Linked DNA regions of Gossypium hirsutum: region 2 is linked to region 1. Evidence: chromatin contacts called from public Hi-C data. All regions are on one chromosome and are shown on one strand. Each heading gives the region's core, a stretch centred on a gene start, on an enhancer-like site or on the middle of the called end of the contact. The rest is flanking DNA. Distances are from core to core; before and after follow the strand shown.

The links. A called contact is a pair of places that touch in the nucleus more often than the background predicts.
Region 2: a contact with region 1 is called in a Hi-C map of leaf, with 2.3 times the contacts expected there. The contact joins the promoter of LOC107913882 here to the promoter of LOC107915242 in region 1. A contact is called at or near these places in 2 of 34 Hi-C or Micro-C datasets (both in leaf).

Annotation. Positions count from the first base shown.
Region 1 is chrD10:6,894,986-6,902,872 of Gossypium_hirsutum_v2.1, reverse strand. It overlaps LOC107915242, which reads left to right and starts at 3,336. Exons shown (of 2, transcript XM_016844406.1): 1 at 3,336-3,630; 2 at 3,812-3,981. The coding sequence starts at 3,336. The coding sequence ends at 3,981. TRNAI-AAU (transfer RNA isoleucine (anticodon AAU)) reads right to left here and starts at 3,109; the gene lies at 3,036-3,109. It overlaps LOC107913885, which reads left to right and starts at 6,876. Exons shown (of 3, transcript XM_016842555.2): 1 at 6,876-7,056; 2 at 7,176-7,887. The coding sequence starts at 6,990. It also overlaps the pseudogene LOC107915066.
Region 2 is chrD10:7,045,094-7,052,980 of Gossypium_hirsutum_v2.1, reverse strand. It overlaps LOC107913882 (NADP-dependent malic enzyme), which reads left to right and starts at 4,117. Exons shown (of 20, transcript XM_016842551.2): 1 at 4,117-4,426; 2 at 4,821-5,104; 3 at 5,588-5,708; 4 at 5,825-5,899; 5 at 6,286-6,437; 6 at 6,542-6,647; 7 at 6,734-6,799; 8 at 6,997-7,092; 9 at 7,189-7,260; 10 at 7,367-7,450; 11 at 7,533-7,631. The coding sequence starts at 4,397.

The sequences.
Region 1 (7,887 bases), core at 2,087-4,586:
ACACCTCCTCAAACTGTTTACTGACGATACCACGGCCCTTCCCTCCCAAATGCAGTCGTAACACACGGAAGTTAGTTCCACCGAGGTCCAATGCATAAAACAACCCCTTTTCATTCCTTATTTAGGAAAAGAAAATATATAAAAAATATTTACAATCTCAGATGAAACATAAATTTCTAGATGTGCATCTATGTAAAGACTCCAACATGAACTTGGTCCTACAGTCTCAAACCACAGACAACCTCATATTAGCTGATTCGATAAAATTCCATCTAAGACTTAGCTTGGCTGATGGAAAATACTCAGGCGTATCTATATAAACACACACATTTATAGAAGCAATATATGAACGAACATTGATATTTTATACATGTTATGTTAGACATAAGTGAGAAAACACCCTATATTTGAATCCAATAAACAGCAGTAAATACATAACCATTGATGTTTATAAACGAAGGAAAGAAATTGAAATACCCAGTAGGTAAATTGTCAACATAGCTGATGAGCATTTTGAGTTTGCTGCCACCTTCAGAGGCAAGGCCCGCATGCATCTCTACAAGCATGGCATCAGCCACTTGTCTCAGTTTCGAAATCGGGGTCGCGCATTTCTCTTCGAACTCTTTCACTATCTCCATTGCTTTCTCCCACTTCCCTGACTTCTTCATTTTATGATGAACCACCACCGCTGCTGTCACTGCTACCGCTACCCCACATACCACCGCCACCCTAACTGCAACCTTCCCCATTTTCCCACCCCAAAAAAAGGAAAAAGAGAAGATCTTGGAAATTTTAAATGGGAATTCTGGGTGTTTTCCGACTCAAATCAGTGAATGGTCATTGAATCTATATTGGTTTACAATCCGAGCAATGGTGAGTTGGTGACCTCCACTTCATTCTTTGAACTTCAATAACAAACAAAAGTCCGTTCATTGATAGAAAACAATTCTTTGACTAATTCTCTTATATTTTAAGGAGAAAATAAACCCTATTACAGAATGCCATGAGTACACGTGTGTGTGAAGAACAAGATAAAAAGTTCAGTTGCTTAGTCAGATGTTAGATTCGGCGGGCCTACTTCGTGTTATATTTTATATTTTTAATCTATAATATTCAATGGGATTATATCATACATAATACCTGTATTTTGGCCAAATGTTCAATATTATACCATTACTTTTAAAATTATTTATTTTGATACCTAAAGTATTCACAATTTAATGCCCGTTAATAAGTAGCAAGACAATCAACAAAATTTTGATACGTCCAAATTTTTATCTAAATTTATTATATTATTATCTAAATTTATTCCTTTTTAGATTTTTTCTCATGACACCACACCGATTAGAATGTATAAATCTATACTATTATTTAAACTCCTGATTGAGTTGGTGCCATCCTTAATCGGATCACCAACTCGATTAGGAAAATTATGAAAATACCCTTCCATAAATAAAATAAATTATATTATTCAAAGGTACTTTACCAAAAAAATGATAAGAATATGCGTAGGATGAGAATTAAGCCCAAACAAATTGCATTAGTAAATGCTTTAATATACCACTAAACTAAAGCTTTATTTTGATAGTTTTATATCTTTTAATTTTATTATGCATATTTTATAACTTCCATCAAGTGTATATATTAATAATATATTTGATTGAGCTAGTATCAAAAGTTAACTCGATACCGACTCAAGATTTAGGACAACACAATGATAAATAATTTTATTTATTTTTTTAATTTTAACATCGTAAATATTTCATGTGTTATTATTAATTAGTTTTAAGCCGTACATTTCATTATTTATTGTATGTTATTTTTAAATACACATTTGTGTTATATATTTGTGGTTTCCACCCGCATATGCGTGTGGTAGGATTTTTAATATTTATTAATAGGTTAAAATGGTAAATTTAAATTTTTTTTTTATTTTTTAAAAAAATCCAAGCTCAAGCATAAACCTAGCCTCATGCCAGCGAATAGTTCATTTCAATATTAAAAAAATAATAAAAATATCGTTATTCACGCCTTAAACAAATTAGGTAGAACCATCTCAAACTTAGGTCAACATATAAAAAACCCTGCAACTCTAAGAAGAGAGACAAGTAAGAGACTCTACTAAGATAACTTCCAAACAACCACCATTCGTCAAGGCTAACAGTTGTTTGTATCTTTGGTGGAAGATTAACTTATTTGTCTACTAAGATAACTTCCAAAAAACCTTAAAATGTGAAGCACACACACCCTTTATGATAAAAGAAAAACTTCATAACTTGATTCAAGTAAATCTTATATTTTTTATAATAAATAATTTATTCCTACATAAGCTTTGCAAATGAAAAAAAGAATTCCATCTGAAAGAATAATAAAAGACTAACAACTTGGATTCAATAAAAGTATAAGGATTTATTTTGAAAATAAAAAGAGCTGCAAAATCTTAGTAAGTGTGCAAAATTCGGGTAAAATCGAAAAAATTTGGTTAACCGACTGAATTCGGTTAATCGAATTTTTTTGGTCGGAGGTCGGTTAATTATTTTTTAATTTTTCGATTAACGGTTAATTCGGTTCGAAATCGGTCGGTTAACCGAATTTTTTCAGTTTAACCGAAAAAATTAATAAATAAAATTATAATATATAAATAGGCCCATTCACCTAAACCCAATCTAAACCCAAGTATTCAACCGAACCTAATTACCCAACCCAACCCAATCAAAAAAATTACAAATAATTTAATAAATAAAAATAAAATTCTAAAACTAAAACTGAAACTAAAGTCTAAAAGTCTAAAAATAATTTAATTATGTAGTGATTCAATTCGATTAATTCGGTTAATTCGGATAAGTTGGTTAATTCGGTTTATTTGGTTAATTTTTAACCAAAAATAAAAAACATATAATTTTCGGTTCGGTTAACGGTTAAAAATTTTAAAAGGTCGATTAATTCGGTTAATGTTATTTCGAGTCGGCTAACCGAATGAACACCCCCTACTCACATGTGCAAGCCCAAAAACGAAAGGGAAAAATATATAGAAATGGCCCATGCAGGTTTCAAACCTGCGACCGTCGCATTATTAGCACGACGCTCTAACCAACTGAGCTAATAGGCCATATTCTTCAGGTTGCGATTTTAATGAATTAGTACTTTAAATAATCTTGGTTTATTGTAATGTTGAAAATTTTAAAACGTACAAGAAATCGTGTGCGCAATTAAGTGAAATTATACTTAGGCCAGTATCCTTTCACAAATTTTTAATTTCATTTATTATTTACTTTTTGATAATCAAATACATACATTATACGTAAAAAATAATTGTGAATCGGCAAAAGGGCATAATGCCAATTTTGGTTGGGCAGAGTCAGGTGAGCTTGGTCGCAGGTCGCTCAATCATAAATAATAGTATAATTGTTCAGGAGATCATTCATTCAATGAGAATCCGGAAAGGATGGATGACCATCAAGGTCCACCTTGAAAAAGTTTACGACAGAGTTCGTTGGGATTTCTTAAATGACACTCTTCGTGATGCAGGTTTTCCTCGTCACTTAATTACTCTCATCATGCACTCTGTTTCTACTTGTACTATGCAGATTCTATGGAATGGTCCTATGGATGAAATTGTTCCTTCGAGAGGTGTTCGCCAGAGTGACCCCTTGTCGCCATGTTTTTTTCATTTTGGGGATGGAAAGACTTGCTCATAGGATCAATAAAGCGGTTGCCGAGGGTTTTTGGAAACCTATTAAGTTGTCCAAGGATGGGCCTAGTTTATCTCACCTTTTTTTCACAGACGATTTAGTTCTGTTTTCTGAAGCAGATAGCTCTCAGGCTAGTTCTATTATGGCTATTCTTGACCAGTTTGCCTATTTCTCGCCTTTATTTTTCGCCTCATACGAGTATTTCCAATCAGAATTACATTGGGCGATATTTAGGTCTGCCGCTTTTTCACAAACGGATAACTACAAGTACTTACAGTTTCTTGGTTGATAATGTCAGAAGCTGCTTGAATGGTGGGATACCCGCTTCCATTCTATGGCGGCAAGAACTACGTTGGTGAAGTCAGTCCTATTAGCCATCCCAAACTATTTTATGCAAGTAAGCATGGTTCCCATTACTATTTGGAAGCAAATTTAAAAGCTTGCAAGAAGCTTCATTTTGGGGTCAAGATTGGATAAGAAAAAATTAGCGCTGGTGAACTGGAATGATGTTTGTCAACCATGCCGGAATAAGGGACTTGGTAACCGTAGACTAAATGAGCAAAATATGGCTTTTTTTGTAAAGCTTGGTATGCAATTGGTCACTAAATAGGATGATGTTCGTTTTCCTGGCGCTCAATTGCAAAGGTTTGGGATATTGTGCGAGCTAATATTTTATGGTAGGTTTTTGATGCCCTAATGGTTCGTTTTTGGACTGATAGCTCGGTTCCTGATTTTGGACCCCTTTTGTTACCATGTTTTGAATTCGGATAGTCTTAATATGGATGCTCGTGTTTGCGAGTTGGTGACGGATTTGGGGGAATGGGATTGGCAAGCGGTATCCCACTGTTTGAACCATATTATTCTTAACCGGATAGCTAGTATTTGGCCACCCAATGAGGGTATTGGGTGCGATCAAATGATTTGGAAAGGGACCAGCAATGGTCAAGTTACCGTTTCGAGTGCTTATGAAGTTCTTAAAGGCCATAACTGGAATGACACCGATCCTATTTGGTTACTGGTTTGGAGGATAAAATGCTCTCAACGCATCATGAATTTCTTATGGTTACTCCCACGAGGCAGGATCTTAACTAATGTGGAAATATGTCGAAGAGGACTTAATGCTGATACACCGTGTATGCGTTGTGGTAATATTCAGGAAACTATTATACATGCAGCGCGCGAATGTCCGACAACAAAGTTTGCTTGGCTTCAAAATATTCCTGCTACCCTTAGGAACAGGTTCTTTAATCTTGACCTTGTGGAATGGATCGTAGTTAACCTCCAGTATAATGGTTCTATTTTGAATTCTAGTATTGAGTGGAATGTTTTGTTGCTACGGTTTGTTGGAATAATTGGAAGGACAGAAGCACGTTTATTTTTCGGGGTAAAAGTAGCTCGACATTGGCTTTGCTTAACAGAAGTATGACTTGGGCTGAATATTTTGCGTCTGGACAATCGGTTACTGGCCATTCAAGGCAGAAGGAGTGGCAACAAATCGGATGGATGGCACCGCCGCAAAACTGGATAAGGATTAATGTTGATGAGGCTTCTTTTGGTGGCTGTCAACACTCTATTACAGCTGGTCTCCTCCGCGATGACGAGGGTGGTTGGATCCGGAGATATTGTCGGCGAATTGGTGGCTAGTCTGCGATAAGAGCTGAGCTATGGGCGATTCACGATGGTTTGATGATTACTTGGCGAGAGGGATACAGGAAGATCTTGCTTGAAACTGATAGTTCTCTTGCTATTCACATGATCAAGAACACAAATGGAGAGGGCGCTAATACCATGTTTTTCGAGAAGCCAATCACGCAGCGGACTTCATGACGCGCATGGCCACCATGGAAGAGTTTACTCTGAAAGAATTTGCTCAAGCCCCGGTTGGAATAATGCATGTCCATCTAGGAGATAAATGAGGTGTTACTAGGGATCGTTTGTTCTTACTAGTTCTTAATTAAGCCTATAGTACAGGGACTCATCAGATGGTTGAACTAGCTAGATTGTGTTAGTTGAATTTAAAAATTAATGTATTTTGTATGCTAACATAATTTTAAATTTTAGATATTTATATATTCATTTAAATTTAAAATTATATTTTTACATATTTCAAATATATTGTTATATTAAATAATAAATGAAATTCATGTGAAAGGTGTAATTTCACTTATTCAAGATTTGTTTTACATTTTTAAAATTTCACAATTAAAACAAGTAAATGATTGGTGAAACATCAAACATAAATCCAGGTCATTTACAGCACTATCGTTGCATAAGAAACATGACCTATTAGCTCGGTTGGTTAGAGCGTCGGGATAATAACGCGAAGGTAACCTGCATTAGCCATTGTTTTTATATGATTTTTCCACATAGTCGTTCGCTTCTGGGCTTGTGAGTTTTGCAGCAGCTCTTCTTAACTCATTTGGGCTTTTGTTTTCTTCGACTAAACTATTTCAAAAATAAATCCAAGTTTTTAGGCTTCTTTTTATTATTTCAGATGGAATTCGTTTTATTTTTACTTTGAAAGATTATTTAGGTATAAATTATGTATTATGAGTACTTAAAAATATATAACTTTCTCGAATAAAGGTTATTGGGGTATTATTTTCCTAAAATGTTTAAATTTTATATCCCTATAACATCTATCATATTTCGACTTCCTTAATTAATATTATTGATATATTATAGTCTTTTTCGTTTGGAAATTTAAAAATATTTAAATCTCAAATATTATTATAGCTGTATAACAATTAATTCTCTCCAACATTCAAAATTTTGATAGAAAAATTAAATCATTATAGAGGAAATAGAGTATAATATTTAATACTATTAAATATTAAAATAAAAATAATATAATTTTTTTTCAAAAAATTAAAAATAATACAAATAAAAAAATGAGTTTAAATTAATTATTTACATGTACAAAATTTGTAAACATGTATTAAATGTGTTAAAATTATGGTTAAACTAATTTCAACCCGGCCCTGCCCAACTCATTATTGTTATGTGTACCTCTCTGTCCAAGCCCGTTAATATTTAATAATTAATATTTGGCGAAGATTCCTTTTATTTTTTATTTGTTCTAAAATAGGTCACGAAAATGCGGATCTCCATTCTACCGTTAGACAACGGCTAGCTTATCCAACGGTTCAAAAATACAGTGCACTTTAAATTTTCAAATACATCTCTCCCAACGGTCACCAGATTTCATTTTTGTACGTTCTTTCTTCCTGATCCGCCTCCGCATTCACAAGCAAAACAACTCCAAAAAAATCATTTCCAATCAAAAGCAAGAAAAAGATGGAAGGTTCTGAGAGAAAAGTCTCTTTCTCGTCTCCTCCTATCAAATCATATGCTTCTCCCAATGGTAAACTCTGACTCTTTACCTGTTTGTTTTGTTTGTCCCCCCCCCCAAGCAAAGAACATTAAGTTTTAGTCTTTGAATTCGTACTTGTTTTGATTTGTTTAGTTTGGGATTTTTAATAGGTTCGGATGAGAATGATAGAAGCAATCAGCAAATGGGTTTGAATCTGCAAACACAGAAGAAGCAAGCTGGGAAGACTTTCATGTCACCCACCATTTGTGCAGCTTCAAAGGTCAGTTTCCCAAGAAAGAAAGTCTTAGCTGAAAGAAATGAATCTCTAGGATCCAATTCCTCCAATACCCATTTCTCCAAATCCCCTTGTCTTGATTCTAAGCCCTCCCCAAAGATCATTTCTAAAGCTTGCCAGAAGAATTCCCCAAATCTTGATCATAAAGTCGCTTCTAAAGACCCTTCCTCTCACAACACACCCTTATCTTACAATTCCAGTGATGGGACACCCTCACCAGGTCCTTATGACCCATTAAACAATTACCTTTCCCAAAGGCCTCAATTCCTAAGGTATAATCCTAGCAGGCGAAAGGAGATCTTTTTACGCCTTGAAATGGAGGGAAAGGAAGGAGATGGTGGAGCTGATACTGTATCTAGTGACAATTCTTCTTTGGCCTCTTCTCCTTCACAAGAAGATGAAGAAATCGGTGACGAATATGACAGTCTTTTGGAGCAAGAAGATGAAGAATCTGACACTGAATGCGAAGAAGAGGCAGAGGAGGAAGTAGCATGGAGTTTGAGAGGAGTGTTGAAATATTTCCTTTTGTCGGTTGTGTTATTACTAAGTACATCATATATTTCCTCCACGAATTCCCCCGTCTCTGC
Region 2 (7,887 bases), core at 2,868-5,367, 150 kb before region 1:
TTTGTTTACCTCAAATTACATTTTAGTCACTTATGTTTGAAATGTTACATTTTAGTCACTTACATTATCGTTTTGTTACGAGGTGATCCCTCTGTCGTTAAGCTCTGTTACTTCCTTAACGACAATCCTACATGACAATCCAAATGGGTTTTAAATGCCAACTTAGATATCCAATTGGGAAAAGAATATGTTTTTAATTAAATAAATGTAATTCATTGAAAATTTTAAATTAATTACACCTTGAACTGGAAAAGAAAAAACGTTCGTCTCTTTTTCTTTTCTATTTTGACTGAAAAACTATTTTCATCTCAGTTGGACATCCAAGTTGGCATTTAAAATCCATTTGGATTGCCACGTAGGATTGTTAGGGAGGTAATGGAGCTTAACGGCAGAGTGACTATTTCGTAACAAAACAATAACGTAAGTGACTAAAACATAACATTTCAAACATAAGTAACTAAAATGTAATATGAGGCAAACAAAAGTAGCTATTTTTATAATTTACCCTTAAAATAATTTAAAAATAAGAAAATTATAGAAATAATACTTTATATAAATTAACTACTAACAAAGTGCAAATTAGGAAGCTAAAATATACATTGCCCCTTGTATATAATATACATGCTAACATCTTCCGTCTAATATTCCACTATAACTCCACTGGGTCAAAAAAATAGTGTGTTAAAAGGTAGGACAACCAAATTTCACCTTTCCGTGGACTATTATCAAGGATTGGATAGCCTGCCTAGTCTTAACTGGATTCAAAGAAAACAGACGTGTTCCTATGAGTAACCAAAATTTATAATCGATACCATACTAAAATCTTTACCCATTAGATTTTCATTTAGGGCAAAACCTGTAGGTCGAAAAGCTATGGAATGTCCTTTGTTTTTGTTTTGTTTTTTTGTGTGTTACCTTGGAGAATATCAATTAATTAGAAAAAGCAGTTCCTACTGCCTACTGTTTTTTGTGTTACATCTTTTCAATGGATTTCATTCCCTTGACAGCAGGGTTTGCTTAAAACAATACAAATGGTTACAGGTATCGAGATTGATTTTCTGCGTAATCTGTTTCGGGGTGTGTTTTTCTATAGTAGATAATCACAGTTTGGTTGTAGCGTAAGTGCTTCTATATTCAAACCCTCTTGTGTTTTGATGGAAAATATCTACTTATACCAAATCTTTTGAAAAATATTCACTTTTTTTCTGGGTTTTCTTTTAATCTTTAGCAAAGTTGAGGAAGGTTTCTTCAGACACAGTGTAACATAGTTAAGGAGCCCATTGCTCTAAGATAGAGTGTTGTATTCTAAAGAACTAAAGCTGAGAGGGAGGGGGGAGAGGGGATTTTTATTTTATTTAGTATTAATAATGTTATTAACATTAATATAAAATTTAAATCTATTATCATATATTCCAAAAAAATATTTATGTTTTTTTATATATATTTTTTGAAATTTTTAGAATTAAATTAATATAATATGTAAATGATTATTTGAGGGGCGTAAAATGAGAATTTTTTATAACGGGGTTGAATATGGCTATGCAGGCGAATGTCATCTAACACCAAAACCTCAACTACCATTAAATGCAATTACCACATGGTATTGCTATGCCACCTACCCTCACACTTGTCTGTTAGTTTTTTCCCATCTTTTTATGTAACCAAGAAAGAAACAGGGAGTGAGGAAAACAAACTGATATATATAACTGGTTATGATCAAATTCACCACTTTATTACGTGTAATATAAATGGCCTTAGGAGTTAGGACTAATACAATCTCTGGTTTGGTTTCATTCTCAACTGCCCATGCTTCATTGGAATTTCAGATTGAATCTAAGAGATGATGATTGGTACGATAAAAAGAACGTGAGAAAAGCGATTAGGAAGCCAATCCAGCTTTATATTATATTACAGCGATAAAAAGAAAACTTAAATGTAATAAAATTTAAATTTTATAAACTATTTAGCTTTTTTTTTACAACATACTTAATTAAGTTCTAATTAGGGGTGTTCAAACGGTCGGCTCGGTTTTTAACCTAACCAATTACTTGAAATGTAAAAATCTTTAACCGCTGACCGAATCAAAATTTTTTCAAATGAATTAACCAAATTGAAATATTTCGATTAATTTGATCGTTTAACCATATAAACTAAAATTTATATGTTTTTATCTTTTGATTAAAATAAGTATAAACATATAAAAAAATACATTGCTAATGTTCATTTTCTTCTTTTTTTTAATAGTTCAAAAAATATATTATATATTATATTATATTATTTATTTTGATTAATATAAAAATAATAGTTAAAAATACATTACTAATATAAAAATATATTATATATTATTTCATTTAATTAATTACCTGATTTTAAATTAAATTAATCGATAACTGAAATTTTAAAAAATCATTAACTAACCTTTAACTGAATTAAATTCAGTCATCGACCGATTAAATTAATTTAATTTTAACCGCTCATAATTTTAATGCCTAAATTATCTTTATTGATTTTTTATACTACCTAAAATATATTTACTAATTCCTAAAATCTCTTTTTTTTATATATAATATATAGAATATTGTAAAGGTAAAATGCAGAGCACGTGGGATGATATTAAGAAATTCCCGAGTCATATTATTAATAAAAACAGCAAAGCACTTGGTTTTATTATGTGGGATCTACTTTTACATATCTCTCAATTACTTGGTTCTCATAACACCAAACTACTTGGTTTTATTGATTAAATAATTCACCATTTCGCAAAATTAGTAAATTACCAATTTATTATTATATTTAAGTTTTAAAAATATTTTATTGTTAATTTTATGAATAATTTATATTAATTACGTAAAAAAACATTTAAAATTTATATTTTATCTACCTTAAAAATATATTGTTAAAAGGAATAACCATGAATCCCAAAAATAAATTACAAAATGAGCATGAAAACTAAAAAACAACCATATTTGATAATAACATAAATTACTAAAAATTAACGAATCCCTTTTTTCATATTTTCTTTATCACACTTTTTAAAAATAATTTTCCTTAAAAAGCAAAATTGGAAAACACATTTCAAAATAATAATTAACTAGCTCTAGAAAAGCCACGTCAGACAAAAGTTATCAGCCACATGAAATAAAGAAACCGACAGACAAAAAGGCCCAGAACCAGAAACTAAAAATCAAATGGCTGTCATGTTACAGTGGTTCAGAAAGTTGGCTTCTTCTTCCTCCCAATGTCTTTATTTTTGTTTTACCAAAGGGAATGAAGGAGGAGGAGGAGCTCACTATGTCTGCTTTCCTAAATCTCCCCTACAATTTACTTTGTCCTCATGCCTGCTGCTGCTTTCCTAAATTTATATTTTATAAAATTAATATAACATTTTAAAAACATTAATGTAACAAAATATACATCATCTAGATATGTATGTTTAATCTGTTTCCTTTCAATAACATTGAAATACTGGTAAGAAGAAGGAAAAGAAATACGCATATAAACAGACGACAAGATTTCATGAAGACGACATTCCCGAAAATCTTGGAATTGACATGAAAAATTGCCGCACACAACTGCATGAAGAAGACGTTCTCAGACTCTTTCTTGGCCATAAAATTTGATGAAACGAATCCTGCGCTTTTTAAATATGTTTCAACCATCATAACATGACAAATCTCACTATAAATCTCGAAGAATTCTTAATCCAAGGGCTGCAAAACTAGATTAAAAATTGTTTTCAATGTACTAATGCAGAATATTTCGAAGCAGATCCTCATTAATTTTATCTCAAAATTTCTCCTCATAATTATATAGTTCTTTTTTTTAGTAAAATTTCCGACTCCCGAAACAAAAGAATACTTAAAAAAAAAAGAATTATTTTGTTATTATTATGATTTACAAGTTGACGACCAATCAAGCAACCAGTGTCTGGTTGTTCAGAAAACCAAACCCGAACTCATCAGCTCAACACACCTAAAACATACAGCAATTAAACAAGATTCGCAGGAAGTTGGCTTGGGTTGGGACCCACTCTTTTTGGACGTCCTACTTGAGGGGACGGTGGTGGCACTTTCGTAATAAAGGGACAAACTCAGCTACCCACTTGTCATTTGCAGTCACCAAAAGTCTGCTGAGGGTAGCAGAGAGGGATAAAAACCGGACACGTTTTTTAGGATTCCTCCTTCTCTCCCTCATAGATACAAAATCAGCGGGTAGAGAGAGAAAGCAGAGTAAGGGAAGGGAAAAGGAAGGGAAAGGGAAGCTTTATATAACCCATCTGCTTTCTCTCTAAACTCTCTTCCTTTCCATCTTTCCTTTCTTTGCTTTGCTTGTTTCTATTGAGAGATTTCCACTAACAAAAGCTCTAGACTCTTGTCTTCCCACATTTTCTCTCACCATGATTTCCTTGCACAGAAGCTGTTTTCTGGTAATTTCTTAATCAACCCATTCTTCATTTTCACTACCCATTTCCTATAATTTATTTCTAAACCTTAATCATTGTTATATCTCTTCCTCATGTTTCGTTTTTTTTTCTCTGGTATTTTTCTAGTTTGAAAATCACATGAGTTTACCTTTTTCAGGGTCTTTCCTTTGTAGCTCTTTTACAATAATAAAAATTTCCTTCTTTTTTATTCCTCCTATCTGGTTTTGCACATCTTTGAAAGATATTCAACATCTAAGGCTTTCTTTTATGACATTAAAGATCTCAGATTTACCACAAATACATATATATATATTTAAAAAGTCTGTTTTGCTTTTTATTTGATTTCGTTACTGACCTTTTCTTTTCTTTTTTTTTTATGGGATGGGGGGGGGGACAGAACAACACTGGCATTTCTGGGTCATCAAGCCCTTTCTCATACAAGCTGAAGAAGCTGCCACCAGCTTCTGTCAAAGTCACAGCTTTAGGCCCCAACAGGGATCGAAACAGCAGCGTTTTGATTGAAAACAACAACCCATTGAAAGAAATAAAAGAAGATGACACTTCTTCTGTTGCTGATGTGGACCCCAATCCTACTGTTACCGGCGAAGACCGCGACCTCTACTATGACGCCGCCGCCACCGACGATCAACTTGTCACCCCTTGGTCTCTCTCTGTTGCCAGGTAACATTCGATTACTTTCCTTTGCACTAATATCTTTCTCGTGTAATTTTTATTTATTTATTTGGCTTTTCCCACCTCTATTATGAGCTTTCTTTTTTCTGGGTATGACATGATGGTTTTTAAGATTTTTCATATATGTTTGACAGATCTCTTTTTTGTCTAACATTTAAATAAGAAGGTGATCTTCTAAGTGTTGGGTCTTATTTTATTTTCTGGTCTTCTTCTTTGTGTTTAAGTTCATGGTTTTCCTTTTGATGTACTTGTTGTGAACTCTTTGTTTTGTATTGAATGTTAGATCATGATGTTGTGGCCAACAATAATTTTACCAATTCAGATCTTTGATTTGTTGTTTTGTCTTTGTGTTGGTTGTTAGATATGATTGAAATTCCTAGGAAATAAATGTTACGTTTTTTGAACTACTCTAATTTCAAAAATCCAATTAATTATACTTTCAAAGACTAAGCTCTTCTTCATGCACTGCAGTGGGTATTCGTTGTTGCGAGATCCTCACCACAACAAAGGACTCGCCTTTAATGAGAAAGAAAGAGATTCTTATTACTTGCGTGGTCTTCTTCCCCCCACAGTTATTTCCCAAGAACTTCAGGTTATCTACCCTGCTCGTACATCTTTTTTGACTTCACTTGAATCATTCTGTTGAATTCTGTTCATTTTCCTTAACCCTTGCTATGTTTAATGAACTATTTTACCACTACTCACCAGGTGAAGAAAATGATGTATAGTATCCGCCAGTATCAAGTTCCTCTGCAGAAGTACATGGCCATGATGGATTTGCAGGTAACCGTTTGCTCTAAAGTCGTAGGTTTCTGGCTGGAATTATTGCAGCATGTTTCTTGAATGTCAAATATGTAGCTGCACCCGATGGCATGATTTTATTTCTCTTTAGTTCATCATATTATATGAACAATATGTTTGAATTTGTGTAGCTTTGTGCTATTATGTTTCCTCCTATTATTGTGAGATTATGATTTTTATTTTCTCTATTTAATTTCACAATCTTTCCTCCTTGCTGTTAGTTCCCATTCTTATTCTGTTTTAAGTGTTTCTAAAAATTTTTATTCGGACTATCGTACTCAGAAAGAAATAATACTTTATGCTTTTATCAATTGCTGTTAATGACTTTAACACTTCTGAATTGATTTCGGTTTCACTTTCATTTTCAGGAGTTAAATGAAAGGCTGTTCTACAAACTTCTGATCGACAATGTTGAGGAGTTACTGCCTGTTGTCTATACCCCAACTGTTGGTGAGGCTTGTCAGAAATATGGGAGCATCTTCAGGCGCCCTCAGGGTCTTTTTATCAGTTTGAAAGAAAAGTACGTTTCACATAGAGAATTGGTTCCTCGGATTATAGCTGGCATCGGATTCTTGAATTTGAGCTTCTTTCCCGTTGTATTACACTGACTTGTGTCCTTTGCAGGGGGAAGATTCATGAAGTTCTGAGAAATTGGCCTCAGAGGGATATTCAAGTCATCGTCGTCACTGATGGGGAAAGGATTTTGGGTCTAGGGGACCTTGGCTGTCAGGTATAAATACTCAGAGACATCTAATGATAACTGCCTCTGTCTCTCACATGTGTTATTGACTTGTTAATGGTAATTTATATTCTCAGGGAATGGGAATTCCTATAGGGAAGCTCTCTTTATATACTGCACTTGGAGGAGTTCGTCCTTCTGCTGTAAGTATATGTAATGATGAGTATTTACTACCCTTTGCTTTATTACTAAAGGACTGATGGAAGGCTTCTTTACATATTGCTTTTATTAAGAGGTTATGAATCCGGACAAGCCTCATAATGATCTGTATCTTACTGTTAACCATGTTTGGCAATATTTTCCCTTATGCTATGGCTGATACATTAGCTGCTGTTTGCAGTGCTTGCCTGTAACCATTGATGTGGGTACAAACAATGAGCAATTGTTGAATGATGAATTTTATATAGGGCTTAGGCGAAGGAGAGCTACTGGGCAGGCACGTAATCTTATTGTACACTTGTTTTGCTTTAGTTATGAAGGCAATCAGATTTTGTTTTTAATACTAAAGAGGTTCTGTTCTTCTTGACTCTAGGAATATGCCGAACTTATGCACGAATTCATGAGTGCAGTCAAGCAGAACTATGGGGAAAAAGTTCTCATTCAGGTAAGTTAACTCGAGCGAGATATGAATGGAATATTGGCTGGAATATATGATGTGTTTGTTTATATGTTAAGTTCAATGTTTTCTGAATCTTTAACGATTTTTGCAGTTTGAAGATTTTGCAAACCACAATGCCTTCGATTTGCTTGCTAAATATGGCACAACTCATCTGGTTTTCAATGATGATATTCAGGTTACCATTTAATCTTAATTTTCTTAAATCAATTAGGATTAAACATCTCATTTATGATATGGGAAAATTACCCCTTTTGCAGGGAACAGCATCTGTGGTCCTTGCAGGGCTTGTTGCTGCACTAAAAGTAGTCGGTGGAACCTTGGCTGATCATAGATTTTTATTCCTTGGTGCTGGAGAGGTGAGCTGTTATTATAACTTGTTGAAAGTCTTGGTTCATTCTAATGACAGGAGCAATCATGGTAATTTTCAATTAGTTAATAGGGAAAAAAGGAAAAGATGGACAAGTTTTCGTCCTGCAAGACATGCCCATCTGGTGACAATTAGCATAGCTAAGACAAGTGTGAACAACAGAAGTGAAATGGATAAACATTGTCCTGCTCGGAGTTGGATAATAAAGAGAAAAACATTGAGTTAAAGACATGGAGTCTTCTCTC